2 separate regions of the Mus musculus genome follow, and region 1 is linked to region 2. Evidence: chromatin contacts called from public promoter capture Hi-C data. All regions are on one chromosome and are shown on one strand. The core of a region is the stretch at or near the end of the contact, and the rest is flanking DNA. Distances in the headings are between cores, read along the strand shown. Region 1 overlaps Mad1l1 (MAD1 mitotic arrest deficient 1-like 1). Region 2 overlaps Elfn1 (leucine rich repeat and fibronectin type III, extracellular 1).

The links. Promoter capture Hi-C pulls out the DNA fragments that hold promoters and counts their contacts.
Region 1: a promoter capture Hi-C map of cranial neural crest shows a contact between it and region 2. The contact joins two enhancer-like sites. A contact is called at or near these places in 10 of 39 promoter capture datasets (the 3T3-L1 cell line, 3T3-L1-derived adipocytes, cranial neural crest and 6 more) and 9 of 115 datasets of contacts at active chromatin or transcription factors (embryonic basal ganglia, embryonic forebrain, embryonic hindbrain and 6 more).

What each region holds. Positions count from the first base shown.
Region 1 is chr5:140,101,728-140,104,427 of GRCm38.p6, forward strand. All of the region lies in intron 15 of Mad1l1 (MAD1 mitotic arrest deficient 1-like 1), which reads right to left. Among named protein-coding and RNA genes, the nearest start is that of Gm30492, 7.6 kb to the left of the region's middle. Within about 2 kb of position 1,269, at least 21 of the 459 cell types and tissues checked have an H3K27ac peak or open chromatin away from gene starts, as enhancers often do. A contact at or near this core is called in forebrain, where this site is marked.
Region 2 is chr5:139,929,643-139,932,342 of GRCm38.p6, forward strand. The region is part of intron 1 of Elfn1 (leucine rich repeat and fibronectin type III, extracellular 1); the gene reads left to right. Among named protein-coding and RNA genes, the nearest start is that of Elfn1, 23 kb to the left of the region's middle. Within about 2 kb of position 1,334, at least 58 of the 459 cell types and tissues checked have an H3K27ac peak or open chromatin away from gene starts, as enhancers often do. A contact at or near this core is called in forebrain, where this site is marked.

The DNA.
Region 1 (2,700 bases), core at 19-2,518, 170 kb after region 2:
GTAAGGTGGTATGGACACCAGCCTAGCCTCCCCTGACTGTGAGAGGAATGTGCCAGCTCAGAGGCCTGGCACTGGGGTCCACTGGCACAGCCTCACTGGTGGAGGGAGGAGCTCTGCTCTATGATGAGGCGATACTGTGGGACGGCGGGGGCCCGGGCGTCAGATTCCAGAGATGAATTCGCTTAATTACATGCATGCTCGAGTGCTTAGAGGAAGTATACAGATGTCTGCAATTTAGTTTCAAATGCATCAAAAGAATAAAACGAACTAATGGATGGCAGAGGGATGGATAGGAATGTCATACAGCCACAAGTGTGCCATTCCCGACAGGATGTAGGTGGTGGGTAAGTGGGCATTCACTGTAAAATTCTTTCTACTTCTCTATCTTGAAAACGCTTGCAGTTAAAACACTGGGGAAAAGCAGTAGGGCCCGAGTCCATGGAGGCTGCCCTTAGCCTATAGTGTGGGACCCAGGAGGCATCCACGTTTCAAATGGAGGAACCTCACTTGTCACCATGCAGGGTGGGCAGAGCCCCTGGCAGGCCTCTCCTTGGTGACTCTACACCAAGCTGTCCTGACCTAGCTCATCAGAAGCACTATGTGGAGGCTTTATGGGAGGCTATGAGGAACATGGGGGGTCTCTGTAATAAAGCAGCTGTCCCTGCTTTTAGGGAAAGCACAAGGTATCTAAGGACAGAGACTGGCAATCCCTGTATCTGCCTCTGTGCCAGCCTTAGTTTCCCCATCTCTAAGTAAGGTCTTCCTATAGACACCTGCCCCCATACTTTCCACAGGATCTCACCATGTAGCCTAGGCTCTGAAACTCGGAACAGCCACTATAGTGCTGAGACTCGAGGCCTGCACCACAGTGTCTAACCTCCCAGAAGCTCTGCCAGGGCTGTCTATCATAAGTCAGCCGTCCATTCAGCCAGTTGGCGTGTGTCCATTAGACAAGTACACCTTAGTACCCGTTTCCTATTCCCTAGCTACCCTAGCAATGCACACAGGTCATGGTACAAACAGCCAATGACCCAGGAAACCCAGGAAGGATGGCGTGCGTCAACTTGGTAAGTCTGCATTCAGCCACTGTGATGACCCCTCCACTGAACCCCCAAGCACGCCCACACACCCAGCTCTAAGTGGTCACCAGAGTTTTGCTTCCCCGCCAACCAGCTGTGAACTAATTACAAAAAATCCTAACTAGTTGAGCTCCCTCTCTGAGCATATGTTCCCAATTAAGATGAACCGCAGCTGATTTTAATCAATCTTCCTTGAAGCGCCAACTTGAAGCCACTCTTCTTCTCTAGAGGGAAGAGTGAGGCGGGAGTGGGAGCGCAGGAGGCTGCCTGCATACTGAGCACATGGGTAAGGCTTGAGGAAGCCCAAAGGCTAGACCACAAGATTCCAGGTCCAAGCAGCCCCGTTAGAGCTGCAGAGGAGGCTGGGTCTCAAAGGGGCCGGCATCAAATGCTATGGCCAGGCCATACGGAGAAGCCCCAGGATGAATGTTTCTTCCCCAGTACCAGAGGGTGCCCAGGTCCAAGACCAACATATAATGGGAACGAGGGCTTTGACTTAGATGAAGAAGGAATGTCAGAGCATCTAACAAGGCCTTGAAGGCAGTTGGGGGATAGTGGGGCATGGGGGAGAGAAAGGACCTAGCACAGGATTCCCTCAAGAATCCTCATCACCCAGCCTTATAAAGTGCAGCAGCTCAGATCAGAAACCAACACGCCCAAGCCCACCCACCGTGTTCATAGGTGGCGGCCTTTCTCTTTTCATGTGTCCAAGTCACCTCCTTGCCCACTACTGAGCCAAACCCAGGCCCGTTTGCCTTTCCCTCAGGACCAGTCTCATGTGTCATAGCTTCTGTGCCCATGTGCTCAGGAACTGCAGCCACCCTGCATTCAGTGTTACAAACTGGCTGCTCACACAGGTGCTCCTGAACACACTGAAGGGACAGCAGATGAGGAGCCAGCTGACACTGAGATTGGACAGGGACTGTTCCTTACCGCAGGTAACTAATGCCCCCTTGCAGAACCAGTTCAATCCTGGTGTAAAAACCCTCCCTGCCCAGATGTGCCAACAGCTGGGACATACAGAACAGACACAGTCAGACTTGCAGTTAGCATGGGGCCCTGGAGCTGAGGCCAGTGACCTAGGAAGGAGACTCAATTATGCAAGACACAGGCAACTGCCAGGCTGGTTCACCCACAAGTTTGTCTGACAAGGGTATAGGGGGACACAGAGGGGAAAGGCTGGTATGTAGAGGGAACTGGGCCAAACTCCCATGACCAAACAGCTTGAGTAAATGGTTTATTTACTAATAAAATAGTGGGCACAGCCTCACATGGAAAGACCTTTAGTATGAATAGTACAGGACAGAGCAAAGAGCCCAGCACTCTGGCAATCACCTGGACTTCCAGATATGTGCTCATCTGGGGAGTCTAGCAGAGGTCCAGTACTGGCTAGGGGAGAAGGTGGTTTAGGATGCAACAGGAGTCAGGGAGTCCTGCTATACAGCCTCCAGCTCTGAGATCAGAGTGAGGCTGGAGGACAGCAAGCAACCCTGGCCTAAGAGCAGTGGGGTGGGGGTGGAGGTGGGGTGGAGGAGAAGCCCACACAGAACAGTTAGGCCTCATGGGGCAGTCTCTGAGTAACCGCTTTCCCAGTCTGGCTCTGGTAAGGTCCCTTTCTGAA
Region 2 (2,700 bases), core at 84-2,583:
GTGAGTCTCGAACCTAGTTCCAAATTCCTTCCCGCATATCCTCCTGAGATGGGGGACCTGACTGGGCCTGGATTTGAATGGACCAACTGGTTCCTGAAGGCAAGAGCCCAGTTTGTGCCCTAATAGGCCAGGCCCGGCGTCTCCCTGTGTTGTGACCACTCAATGGTCTGAAGCCAAGGTTGCCTTTCTCCTGGCCACAGCCATTTCCTGACCACCTACTGGGTCCCTGATGCAGGATAGACCATGATAGGTCAGAACTGGAATCTTTTGGACACCCCCAAGTGCATTTGTATAGAGTGAGGTTAGAATGGATGCCTTTGAAGGCTGGGCTGGGTGCCACTGCTCCCAGAGTTTGCCTCTGCATCTCCAGCCTTATCCACCCCCCCCCCCCCCCCGTCTCTCTGTCCCACAAGTCAACTACTGGCATAGCGCTTCGGGCAGCATCTGTGGGTGGTGATGGATGCAGGCATGGTGGGATCTCAGAAGATGGCCTCCTGAAGAGCCTGTCTTGACTCGGCACAGGAGTGTTGCTAGGCTGTGTCTAAAGGCTGGGCCAGGGAGCCTGGGAGATGTTTAACTTTGAAAAATAGACCTTCACAGCTCATTAGGTCCCAGCCTCTCGGCCCGGCGCCTCGGGCAGCTCGGGAATGGGAGACGGCAGGGCATGAAATCGCTGAGGTATTTAAAGGCCGATTCTGCATTCTCCACCAGTGGTGTCTGTCCGCCAGGCCCCTGGCAGGGCTGTCGTGTCATGCAGAATGGGGTGGGGTGGCTGATGGAATTTCTAGAGTGCTGTGTGCGACCTCACTGACCCAGGGGAGATACTCCTGAGTCTTGACCTCAGACAAGTCAGTTCTTGATTCTGGGCCTCAAGTTTCCCCATGTCTACCAATGCCTTTGCTCTTTAAAAAAAAAAAAAAAAAATCTCATGTAGCCCAGGCTACCCCAAACTCCTTAAGTACCTTGGGATAGCTTTCTGAGTGCTATATGATAGGCATTGTTATTACACTGGGTTTATGTGGTGCTGGGAATAGAACCCAGGCCTTCATTGCTTGCTGGGGGAACCCTCTCCCAGCTGAGCCCCATTGCCTCCCCCACCCTCAGAGGTGGAAACTGGTTATGAGCTGCCTCTTAAGGACCCTTCAGCTTCTTAAAGAGTGTGTTCTAGCCACCCCCCGCCCTTTATGCAGGGGACCCCAAGGTCTGAATAGCATCAGCCGGCACTCCTGCATGGGCTAGGTTTTCCAGGGCTTTCAGCATGGTGAGGGCTGTAGGCACAGGTTGGGCTGCCGGGAGGTTTGAGGTTTCCCTTAGTCTTAGACACTCATTCATTGTCCGTCCTCGGGGCCAGGAGGAGGGACTGGGCTGGGAAGAGGAGGAGGCTCATTTGCATGGAGTCTCAAAGAGACAGCCAAGAAAAATCAGAGCTAATCATTAGAGGCGGCTGTGGCCACGGGGCTCTAAATTGTATTAGGAGGCTTCTGGTCTTCATTGAATGTATCAGATGCAAAGACAGAGGCAGGAAGCGCTGGGCGGTGACCTGCCTGCCTGCCTGCCTGCCTGCCCGCCCCCGCGGCTGCTTCCTCTGGCTGGAAGCTGGGGGGAGGGCTCTAGAGGGCCCTCTAGAGCCCTCCCCCCAACGCCTGCTTCTCAACCCCCAGCAGCTCCTGTAAGATTTTTCTCAGGGCTCTGTGACCTTGGTCGAGTTACTTTCCTTCTCTGGGCTTGTTTCCTTAATTAGAAGCTAGGAAGGCTGGTTTCCCGAGCGAGCGCCAGAGCTGAAGGAAGTAGAAGCCCAGGAGGGGTCTGAGCCGATCGAGGCTACGGGCAGAGCAAAGATGCTTGTGAGGCCCTGTGTGGCCTCCCTGTCTGCACCATGCAGGCTGGACGATTTACTCTGAACCTCAGTTTTGTTGTCTAGGCAATGGGTAGAGCACAGCATTAACCCAGCACGGTGGCACTTGCCTGTCATCCCAGCACTCATGATGGAGAGGGTACTTGGGAGGTCACCGTGGACTCTCCTTGGGGGTACATAGAGTACCCAGGAAGTGATCTAGAAGCAGACTCCCTTCTGGGGGGTCTGGCTTGGAGCAGGTGTGGCTTCCTCTTCCTTGTGGGGTTCCAGAAACTTCAGAGATGTGGCATCCAGGTTTGGAGGTGGTTATGGCTGGAGGGTTTTTTCCGAATCCAGGGGAGCCTGACTGTGTCGAAGTGATGTGTCCTGAGGAGGTTCCAGGGAGGCCTGTATCCTCTGTCTGGGCAGATGCATCGGCCTTGGGTGCCAAAGGCTGGTAGGGCCCCAGAGTTATGTGCCCAGCCTGCAAGTGTGTGCCGGGGGAGCCACATCTTTCGTGAGGGCACAAACACGTGTGCTAGCAGACCCTGTGCAGAGTGTGCATATCTGTAGTTATACAGTCACCCGGTGGGGCCGCTATACCCGTATGACCATGGAGAGAGTCAAATATCCACGGATGTGTGCTTCCCCATCCCGTGTGCTCGAGCGCAGCTGTGTGCACCCCGCACTTGCTCCCCCCTGCTCGTCCCCATGGCAACCCCAGCAGTGTGTCCTGGTGAGGCATAGAGCAGGTGTCGGGAGATCTCTGCTGGTGCTAGGGAGTTACAAGGGAGGGGCTCCCCAGAGTGGGCAGGGCCGTCTGGGGTTCTTGGGCAGAGGCTTTGGGTTTAGGAGAATCTTCTGGA